2 separate regions of the Bactrocera dorsalis genome follow, and region 1 is linked to region 2. A link is a contact called in public Hi-C data. All regions are on one chromosome and are shown on one strand. Each heading gives the region's core, a stretch centred on a gene start, on an enhancer-like site or on the middle of the called end of the contact. The rest is flanking DNA. Distances are from core to core; before and after follow the strand shown. Region 1 holds the start of LOC105232170 (vitellogenin-1). Region 2 overlaps LOC105232169 (abnormal cell migration protein 10).

Region 1 (5,861 bases), core at 738-3,237, 41 kb before region 2:
TTTCCGAAAACTCGAAACTTTTTTTTTTTAATTAAAAAAAATTCACAATATTTTTATATATTTTGAAAGTAACAAAAATAAAAAATTAATTTTCTTAATTCATGTTCGAAATTTTTTTTTTCGAAAATTCGAATAAATAATTTTTTTTTCTTTTCCGAAAATACATTTCAAAATATTTTTTATAAATTTTCAAAGTAACAAAAAGTTGTTTTTTATTATTTTCCTATCAAATTAAAATAAAGAGACCTCTGTCCTTTTTCAGACATATCTCGAAATGATGAAAATTGCCTTCCTCAAACAAAATTTATCTCAGTCGCCCACTTACCTCAGAAGGCATCTTAAGTAGACCTACGTCTCCAGTCCTAAATAACATTATAAACGCATTTTGTAATTTTTTTTAATTCCATTTATTTTCCGAGAGATTAGTATATAAAAGTACAAAAATTTTGAGGTTACTAAAGGTCACAGATATTTCTCAACCAGACAGTGTCGTCAAGCGCCTTAGTTTTGACTGTTCCTCTTGTCGCTACGCCATGCCTGATGCAAACCATGATAAGAGCCTTGTTTCTGAGCTGGAGCGCTCCGGCCGAAAGGACTCTTAGCATTCACATTGAGCACGTAATCGCCTTTCAAATCGTACTGAGCCGCAATACCCATGTAAGCGCGTTTGCCATAACCCTCATTGCTCTCATACTGCTGCATCGAACTGGCTGGCACAGCAGCGAAGTTGCGCTCATTTCCGGGACGCACCGACTCGGCATAGTAGCGTGTAGCACGCATAGCTGCCTCGACGACATTGTCAGCACCTGGCGCAGCAGAGGCTGGACCATTGACGTAGAAATCAACATCGCCGACACGTTGGCGTGTGCCCATGCCGCAGGTGCTGCTGTGTATGGCATCGACGAAATCGGCATCACCACGCGCCAAACCGCTCAAAACATTCTTGTTGCTGGCGAAGATCTTGGCGGGATCCAAAGCGGTAATGCGACGCAATTGATGACCAGTCCAGCGCTTGTATTGACGACCAGCAGCACCGGCGACCTGTGCGCCAATACCTTGACCAATCAAATGGATGATCTCCTGTGGCACATCAGCCTCATCGGTAAGTTGGACGAGCGTCTTGCCGATCATTTGGCCGGTTTGTTCGACATCGAGCAAAGCATAGCGTTTAAAGTTCGTCAAGACAGCGCCCAATTTGATGATCTATAGAGAAGAAGGAAAACTTTTTGGACGAAGCTAAGGTTTCGGCGAGTAGAAAACTTACGACAAGATTGCCTCTGTTCGATTTTTGCTGCTTCCACGATTCGCTGTAGTCCTCTTCGCTGGAAGTGGCTTGCTGACGCTCATTAGACTCATAATCCTGGTTGTTGGCATTCACTGGCTGCTGTTGTCCGTAGTAGCGTTGCATGTAAGCTTGCACCAGCTTCTTGTTGGCCTTGGCGACGGCTGGACTGGTCTGTGGGAGTCCGGTAATGAAGATGGTCACCTCCTCGTTGCCGAAGTTGGGCTGTTGCTTGGCTTTCGTCACCAGTTCGTTGAGGTTGGTCTCCACGCTCTGTCCATTAGGTCTGACGAAGACCACGGGAACATTGCTGGCACTGGGCACGTAGCTTGGGCTCATGTTGTGATTGATTTTGAACAGATGATCTGCAAAATAGTAGTTGTATGAATTATTATGACTACTAGCATTGCCAACTACTTACAAATTTTCCCAATCAAACGCTCTCCTTCCTGCACCGACATGTTCTCCAACTGTTGTAAGCTCATATCCTCCCCTGAGGGCAAAGATTGCAACTCCTGCACCAACAGCCAGCTGGTTGGCCTGAGATTGCTCGACACTTGTGTATTGCCGCTGCCGTGATTGCCATGCTTATGGCCAGCGCTGACAGCGCTAACTATTAAAACCAACAAACCGAATGTCTTCACTAGCTTCATATTGCTCACGGGTGCAACTCAGTGCGAACTGTGCTATCGCCTCGTTTGCACGCTGTTTTTATATGAAAAACGCTTGGACTCAGCATTGCGCTCGAGCGTCAGAAACTTTGCAGTTAATTGAATTATTACAACAAATTAACGGTTAATATTTTTATGCAACAATTTAGTTTACATAATCGTCAGCGGCAGTGCATTGACCGCACCTTGAGTCGCCTTAGTTAAATTTTTTTCGCTGTTACTTTTGTTTTTGCTGAATTGCAATATTGCCGAAGTGTCTGTCGGCACGGCGGCGTTGGAGGCGCTACGCTGTTTTGCCAAGATCAGCCGTATCCAACGGTGAAAGCAACTGTAGATTAGCGTGCTAGGCGTAAGGGTCGGTGATTAGAAGGGTTTATAAGTAGTACTAGTTGTAATCTATTCGCTGACGTGCTGTGCGTCAGTGTGTGTGTATGTATATGCAAGCTCGTGTTATCAGTCGAAGCTATTAATTGATTAGTAGGATGAAACGTGTCACTTAATGATGATTATTGGCAAAATATTTTTTTTTTTAATATTTAAATATTTTCCTTTTTAAATTAAATATCATTGAGAAGTCTTTTGAAAAATAATTATTTTGATTTAAAATAAATCTTTTATTTAAATTAAAATATATGTATATGATCTATGATTTAATATATAAACAATTTTTATAAAACAAATACATATAATATCTTTCTATAAAAAATTTTAAATAAATAGTTAAAAATGATTAGAAGAAAATTATATTTAATAAAATTATAAAATTCAATAACAAATAATTTTTTTAAATAATTTAATTTAAATAATTTTTTTTTAATTTTTTTAACTTTTGCTTGAATTCAAAATATGTTATAATTAGGCAAAATTTTTTTATATAAATTTAAATATTTTTTGAAATATTTTTCTAATTTAATTTAAATAATTTTTTAATTTTTTTCTGTAATTAAAATAAAATATTATAATTAAGGTAAATAATTTTATTATTGTAATTTAAATATTTTTCAGTGCATTTTTTAATTTTTTTTAATTAATTTAATTATTTAAATATTTTTGTAAATTAATTTAAATAATTTTTTAATTTTTTCTTTAATTAAAAAAAATTTTATAATTAAGGTAAATAATTTTATTATGGTAACTTAATATTTTTAAGTGTATTTTTTTATTTTTTTTTTTAATTAATTTGATTATTTAAATATTTTTGTAATTTAATTTAAATATTTTTTTAAATTTTTCTTTAATTAAAAAAAATATTATAATTAAGGTAAATAATTTTATTATGGTAACTTTAATATTTTTAAGTGTGCTTTTTTATTTTTAATTTAATTATTTAAATATTTTTGTAATTTAATTTAAATATTTTTTTAAAATTTTTTTTTAATTAAAGTAAAATATTATAATTTAGGTAAATAATTTTAATATTTTAATTTAAATATTTTAATATTTTTTAAGTTAATTTTTTTTATTTTAATTTAAAATATATATTTTTTTTAATAATTAAGTTGTGCGTTTTTTACATAATTTAATTATTATATTAATTTTTTATAAAGTTAAATAAAATTAACATCAGTAAATTAAATAAAAAATAAGAAGTACTATTTTTTTACTTTAATTTAATTTTTTTAATTAAATTCAATTTTTTAAAAAGAATTTTTTAGTTTACTTTAAATAATTTTGTTAATTTTAAATAAATTAAATTAAATTTAAATTAATTTTTAAAAAATTATAAAAAATTAATTAAAAATAAAATTTTATAAAAAATTAATTTGTTATAGAATTATATAAAATATTTTTAATTAAGTAAAATCAAACTAATAAAGTAAAATTTATGAAACATTTTCGATTTTACACAATTTTTTAATATTTTAAAAGTTAAATTGTTTAAACCGAAACTCATTAAGATAAACAATTTTTAATTGAAATACGTTTAAAAATTTCTACATATTATAAAAGACATTCCAAAAGCATAAGTCAAAGTTTACAATGAAAAAAACAATATTTTCATTATAAATTTTTAAAATAAATGTTTTTATATACATTTTTTCAAATATTCTAAAAAAATAAATTTCTAAAATTTTCTTAAAAAAAATTTAAAAACAGGTGTATTTTTTAAGCAAAATTAAAACTATTTTCAAAAAATTATATTATATATAAAATTAATCTTAATAAACAAATTTAACTTCAAAATAATTTTTTTTGAAACTCTCTCAAATAATCTAAAAAGAATAAAAAGCATCCATGCAATATTTGCCTTTTATAAAAAGAAATCGATTTCTTGCGAATTTTCTTATTCAAATATCAACATTTGTGTTCTACATACACACTCACCACTTACTCCACATCCTCTTCCATACAATATTCATTTTATTTATATTAAAATTCGCATGTGAGACTGCCCATTGCCTTGGGGCAGCTGGCATCCCCTAAAAAAGCTTGAGCGCACATAAAAAAATATATAAAATAAAATCTCACTCAGTTAAATGAGTTTAGTATTGGAAAATGCATGGAAAGTTTCTCATTTTAAAATTCCACTCACACAGGCTCACGAGCTGACCCAAGAAACTGACCAGACGTGCGCGTAGTTTGGAATTCTTTGCATACACTCTGGCGCAAAGGTAGTATTTGTATTAGGATAGTACAAAAAATTTTATTAAATTAAAAATTTTAAATTTAATTTAATTAATTAATTTTAAGAATTAAGATTTTATTAATTAATTTTAGACATTGAGATTAATTTTAATTATTTTCTTTAATTAATTATAAAAATTAAGATAATTTTAAAATTAAAAATTTTTAGGAATTAAGTAAGAATAGTAATAATAAGAATTAAATTAACTTTATTAATTTTTAATTATCTTAATTTTTAAAATTAATGAAGTTAATTGAATTTTTACTATTACTATTCTTACCTAATTCATAAGATTAATATAAAAAAAAATGAATTTTAATGAATTTTTTGATTAAATTTCAATGCTTTTACTTTATTTAATTTTTAATTTTTTTTTAGAAATTTTCATAATTTTTTTAGATTTTGGGAGTTCAGAAAACAATCTTAATGAAAAAACTGTATTAAATTAGAAAAATTTTAAAAATTAAGATATAATTAAATAACTTAATAAATTAAGATATAATTAAAATTAACTTTTTTTGGAAATTTTCATAATTAATTTTGAAAATTAAGATTAATTTTAATCAAGATATAATTAAATACCTCAATAAATTAAGTTATAATTAAAATTAACTTTTTTTGGAAATTTTCATAATTAATTTTGAAAATTAAGATTAATTTTAATTAATTATTAATTAGATTAAAAAAAATTTAAATTTAATTTTTGTTTAAAAATTTTCATACTTTGTTTTAGATGTGGGAAGTTCAGAAAATATTTTTTTTTTAACTCTATGCTCGCTGTCTCTTCACATTTTACTTTTTCACTTTCACTTTGCATTTCTTCATTTTCCTATTTCACCCCTTATCTGCCGCAACACCAACAAAAAACGAAGAGTCTTTGTCGATTCACTTGGTCAAGCAGTGTTTTGCGCTTCCTTCGCACATATTTGCATCCCTTTTTTAGCTGTAATTTGTTTTTTGCCAAATTTTGCTTGTGTGCCGAAAAGTATGCTACACGCATGCTTTTGCACTGACCATAAGCATGTTGGTTTGATTGCTGCTCGTGTGTGTACTTAATAAATGTTGTTGTTTGTTGTCATAGGATGAATTTTTCCGTTATTGTTGTTGTTGTTAAATTATTTTTTCTTTTTTTCAAATTATTTTATATTTTCGCTGCTGTTGGCATTTCTTCTTCTTCATTTTTTAAATTTTTGTTTGACGCTGGTATGTGGGAGGCTCTATATGTATAGTTACAAAGTTTATATTAAGCATATACACACATACATAGAAAGATGTTGAAATA
Region 2 (5,980 bases), core at 1,880-4,379:
AGAGTAACTTTTGCTTTCAACGCACTAAAATTGCTACGAGGCATTTTATAGTAGAAAAAGCGGGGAACACTGATACTTTGACAGAATTTTAGTTTATTTATTTATGTTTTTTTTTTTAAGTTTTTATACATATTTTTGCATTTAATATACTGTACAAGCGTAATAACTAAATTTTACAATCGAAAAAAATGCAAAACTTATTTTCTCGCAATTTTAATTATTTTTTTTTTTTACAAAATTCCATGCCTGTAATTAACGGCGCCTCGTCGCACGAAACGCATAAATCAGTTTAATATTTATTTCTAAAAACTTTTTAATTGCCCAATCGTTTTAGCTTTTTTAAAATTAATTTTTCATTCAATTTTTTTTCAAATATTTTAAAAAATATTTTTTTTAATTTTTATTAATATTTTTATAAATATTTTTTTTTAACTTATTTTTCATGTTTCAAGTGAAATGCTTTTGCTTAGGAACAATTTAATTACTATTATTATGAATTATTTTTACACACAAATAAATTTGCTTTAAAATTTTTATGGAAAAGTGGTATTATCTATTTTATTATTTTTTACAAAATTCAAAAATTCATAAAATTAATTTCTTTTCCGTTTCATTTCACATATTACTTTAAGAATTTCACTTAAATAAGTACATACACATACAAGCTTAATTTGTAGACGCCAATTGGACAATAAGAAATTCACCTTTTAGCTTACAAATTCTTATTTTTTTTTTTTCAAATTTTACACTAAAAACTAAACGCTAATATTCGCTTCTAAATCGTAAGGCGTTAGAGTTCATTTCAATTATTATACAAATAATAAACTACTTCATAACTTTGTTCGAAAATTTTTTGCACACATAAAAGTGTATACTTACATTTACAGTAAAATGAAATGAAATTCAGTGTTTCATGGTTTCAAGTTTGCATTACATGCTGCTGGCAATCGTTAAATGTGTGTAGATTTGCCATTTTGGTACAATAATACTAAAGTACTAAATATTCTTTTAGTTGCTGCTTAATGCGAAATAAAAAATTTGGCTTATAATTATATTTTTTTTAGAATTAGACAAATTTTAAATTTCGTTTAAAAATTTTTGCTAAAATACAAAATTCGCAAGACATATTAATTGGGAGTTTGCGAAGTATTGCTTGCCTAATACAGGTGGAGCATAAAGAGTGGAGAGTTCACGTTTATTTAATGGCGCTAATATGTTTTCAAATGTTTTTGTTGAGACAAGACACATACAAAAATGTTTAGGGACGAAAAATTTAGTGGAGAGTTGTTTGGAGGGTTGTGTAGAGTTTCGCGAATCTTATTCTTTAGCATATGCTTGAGAGCTTTAACGCATACTTGCATTTTTATAGCCAATAAATTGTGTGGAGAGTTGTGTAGAGTTTTGAAAAACTTAAACCATAGCGTTTATGCACATTTGCGCGAATTGTGCTGCACATATTTGGGATTTATTAGTTAAAAAGCGTGTGGAGAGTTGCGTAGAGTTTTGAAAAACTTATATCATAGTGTTTTCTGCGTATATTTGAAATTTTTTAGTTAAAAAGCGTGTGGAGAGTTGTGTAGAGTTTCGCAAATCTTATTCTTTAGCATTTACACGCATTTGCTTAAGCGCTTTTACGCATACTTGCATTTTTATATCCAATAAATTGTGTGGAGAGTTGTGTAGAGTTTGCAAAAAATTATGATTTTGTAAAAAATGCAATGCGCTATCCTTTTATGATTCAAATGAGACATATTTTTTTTTGAAAATTTCTTAGCTTATTTTATAGATGCATTACTAAGTGCCCCACTTTGCAAATTACCTTCCCCTTTTTCCTTCAATAAAGTAGTATGGCATATTGTACAATTCCTAGGCGTAGACATTTTGAAAGCATTTAAGTAGCGTTTTGTTATCTTAACCTAAAAAATTTTGCGCGAAAACTCGCTTTACGCTAAAGCATGTATGCCCGTATGTATGTAAATCTTAAGTATTAGACGTCCATACTATATGTATTTATGTATAAGCATGTAAATATATATAAAAATTTGTTAATTTTATATATAGCTGAATTATAAACTACATAAAAAGGACATATTTTGTGTCCATTGCCGCCGCAATTCGCTTAGCAACTGGCCGCGCAGCAGACACAGGTTCTGAACCCTACCTAAGCATAACACATAAATCTCTCCACCTTTTCGGCGCTCATATACGCTACGTTCTCGCTTTTTCGCTCGCACTTTGCAACACTAGCAGGCGTTTAGGCAGCCGCCTCAGTGCCATATTTTACCAACCGCACAGAAACCAATGCCGGCGACGTTGGCCTCCGCCACATCCCTAAACCCTATGCGTCAGCTGCGTCGAATCGCTGCGTTTGGGTGGTGGTGGCGGTGGCCGCTTCTTGCGTTGTGCCGCTGCTGCAGCCACCGCCGTGCCGCTCATAGGGAATTGTGGTTCCATCATGACCGCTGTGCCGCCCATGCCGTTCGGCGCATCATTCGCATGTAAATTTTCGTAGAGCGCATACTCGCTCGGCGGCGGCGGTGGTGCGCCTGCGCCATAATGTTCCTGCACCCAATTACTCACATTGGCCGTCTCGCGGTAGTAGTGTGTGGTGGCGGAAGCATTCAAATTGTGCAACTCATCGTTGAAATCACGAAAGCCGAGCACTTCGTGCGGCGTTGTAGCCGGTTCCAGTTTGCACTTCTGCGCCACTTGCCATTTCTTGCGCATTACGCGCTGCAGATCCTTGAGAAAGTCGCGCGGCGGATTCGAGGTGGACTCCTGCAGGCGCTTCGGTGAGCCAAAGTCGATGGAACTACAGTTCGAGGAGTTCGTGGAAAGACGCGTCATATCAGCGCGTGGCGGTGGCAGCGGACAAGGCGCATAACCATAAATGGGTTGTGCATGCATTTGCATTACACACACGGGCGGCTCGGGGGAGCACATTTTGCGACGCAACAACACTGGCGAATCGGCGAAGGAGACTTTCTTTTGTGTGCCGGTATTCGTTGGTGGTGGTGGCGGTGGCAGACCAGCGGCCGCAGCAGCATTAATACCACTGTTGTTGTTGCTATTGTTCATATGCTGAGTGTGCGCTTGCCCCACGTACTCTGGTGGCGCCTTGTAGGGTGGCGCGGGTCCCTTGACCGGCGTTTGCTGCGATTTTTGCGGCTTCGCAGGCACCGCCGGCGGCATGCCGTTCGACTTAACACCACCAGCACACGCGTATTCCTGTGGCGGCTGTGGATATACCATGACGTCTTCTGGTGGCGGCGGCGGTGGCAATGAGACCAACGACAGCTGTGAGCCATATATCTCGTGTTCATCGGTAATCGGCGGCGGCGGTGGTGGTGGCGGCAGCGAGTCTAGCGAGAGTGTTGATGAGGACATGCAATTTGTGACGCCGGGCACATCGTTAACGGGTGTGGCGCGCGACGCTTCATATTCCAACAGCGGTTTGGTGCAAATGCTGGGCGTTGGCGTCGGTGTCGAATTGGAGGAACCAGATGAATTGCAAGCGGTTGCGTTCATGCTTTCGGCCGAACCGCGTTTGGCCACAGCCGCTGTGGGCTGGCGCCGCTTTAGTGTACCGCTACCGTTGCTCTCTTGCGATTTGCGGCGACTGTGTCGACGTGTTAACGTGCCGCTGCGCTCAGGCGAGGTGGCGTCCTGCACATCAGCGCCACTGCCTTCACAAATAGTAATTTCACCGACTTCCTTCAGCTGACGCGTCATAGTAGTCAACGGTAGATTCGGTTTCATCGAAGGTTTACGCTTGATGGTGCCCGTGGTGAATTCAGAGTCGAAGCCGTTGTTGTCGTCCGAAAGGCAGCCACTTGACGAAGATGAGGAGGCGCGCGAAACGCGTCCGCTCGAATTGGACATGCTCGAAACGGCAGAGGAGACGCTACCGCACTGTGAAGGAACAGCCGATGAGATGCTGCTAATCGATTCGCTGCGCATCGACACGCCGAAACTGCTCTGTGACATCACATCACCCAAACTGAGATCATCCATAAGTGTTTTGTGGCTATCCCACAGCTGTTTGCCGTATTTCGAAATGCGTATGGCCGTGATCCACTTCTCCATCGTCTCCAAATCTTCGGCGCACAGCATTTTCAATGTACGACATGTCTTACCCAATGACGAATCAACGGCTGACTTGAAGCCGAACGCATAGTCCGTGGGCGACTTCCATTTCTTCTTCCAACCCAAACCGCGATACACATTGTAGCCATTGAAGAGCGTGAGACAAGCTAAATCACGTGTATTCTTCGTTTTCTCTTTCGGAAAGTAGTAGAGACCGGAAGAGCGCAACACGAAGTGATAACGTTTCCAGCCCTTCTTCGAATCGGCTTTCATATATAGTGGACCATCTACCTGCAGCTGTGAGTTGGTCTCGAAGAACTCCTCCAACAACATGGCGCGTGTATGCTCATCATGTTGACTGCCAGGCGCCATTTGTGGGCCCGGCAAGTAGATTTCGGGTTTGGCGAAAAGCGATACCTTGTCGCTGCGCTGCTGGAAAAGCACACGATTGCCCGCATCCGAATTCCAAGTCATTAAATTGTCCACCAACAGTTCGTGATCCTCGAAGAGACGCTCTGGAAATAACAAATTAACGGTAAAAGAAATTCGCGACCCAAATTACACAAGTACTCACCCATTTGCAGATCGCCCAAGTTCTCCACCAACGCCCAATTGGCCTGCATGTGCACGTGATTCTTATCGGCCAGCAAGCGTGTCACGTGACCACATGTCATGCGCTCATCCACCAATAGTGACTTCGAAGCGCCATCCGAGGTAAACGCCTTCACAAACAATCTGCGTATGGATGGATGCTCCAACTTGTGCAGCGCCAACTGTATCTTGGCCGCCTTGCTGCTGCTCAACGTAGTGCCGCTCAGCTGTTGTTGCATATACTGTAGCTGCTGTTGCTGCTGCAACTGCTGCATTTGCTTGTGATGTAGCGCCGAGCTAGCGCTGCTCGAGGCGGACGACTCGCTGGACAAAAGCGATACCGTATCACTGAAAGCGGAATCATTGTCCGGCGACTCAGTGCGCGGCTCCCGCATCATGCCCACCACACCGCCACCCACACCAACCATAGTGACACCCATCACACTGCTCACGCTACCGCCACTGCCCACGCTACTCTGTCCGTTCTCCGAAACGCCCGAAGAGGAGGCCAACGAATGCGTGGTGGCACTGCTGCCGCACTCCGACGAACCGGATAGCGAAATAGTTGTGGCACCTGATATGGTGGAATTTGTGCGCGAATGTGTGCGTGTTGGCGGTGCTGTGCCCATATGCAGGCCGCTTGTTTGATTTACATGCTGCTGCGGTCCAGGCACACCGCAACCGGGTAGAAAGGCAGCATCACCGCAATTAATTTGCGCCTCCAATAAGCTCAGCTCGCCCAATATCATGTCCAGTTCAGACTCTTGTGTCTCCTCCAAATTGGCCATCGAGATGCGGTAGGTGTGCGATTTGGCCTCGGCTGTGGTCAGACAACGATCGCTGTACTTGCGCAGCTTAATGGCTGCCGCAGTTTGTATCGCCGCCGCCGTAGACGATGGCGACGACGATAAGACTGTCACTTGTTGGGCTGTGACCGATGTGAAGGTGTTTTCGCGCCGCAATGGGCTGCCGCTCGAAGCTAATTGCGTGAGACTTCTAATCTGTAGGCGAGAGTAAAGTGAAAGACATGTTAGTTGGCGAGTGAAAGGTGGCGACGGCACAAAAATTAATTTATTTATATAATTCATTGAGTGATGAATTGTACCAATTTGCATAATCTGCACTATATTGCAGCTTTTTGCAATATAGATCAACAACTTTCATTTTCTTTTGGTAGTGGATTTGCATTTGACTTATTTCACGAAAAATGGTTTATTTAAATCTGCGTAGTTAGCCATACATTTTTTAGTCGGCATCAATTAACAAATTTGACTTTAATCCAATAACTGCGTTATACATACAT

Evidence for each region. A called contact is a pair of places that touch in the nucleus more often than the background predicts.
Region 1: a Hi-C map of whole body shows a contact between it and region 2, with 2.2 times the contacts expected there. The contact joins the promoter of LOC105232170 here to the enhancer-like site in region 2. A contact is called at or near these places in 2 of 2 Hi-C or Micro-C datasets (both in whole body).

Annotation. Positions count from the first base shown.
Region 1 is chr4:7,503,475-7,509,335 of ASM2337382v1, reverse strand. It overlaps LOC105232170 (vitellogenin-1), which reads right to left and starts at 1,987. Exons shown (of 3, transcript XM_011213795.4): 1 at 1,704-1,987; 2 at 1,265-1,647; 3 at 427-1,203. The coding sequence starts at 1,935. The coding sequence ends at 502.
Region 2 is chr4:7,463,965-7,469,944 of ASM2337382v1, reverse strand. It overlaps LOC105232169 (abnormal cell migration protein 10), which reads right to left. Exons shown (of 3, transcript XM_011213794.4): 2 at 4,661-5,678; 3 at 1-4,601. The coding sequence ends at 2,332. Among protein-coding and RNA genes, the nearest start is that of LOC105232169, 33 kb to the right of the region's middle. Within about 2 kb of position 3,129, the one cell type or tissue checked has open chromatin away from gene starts, as enhancers often do.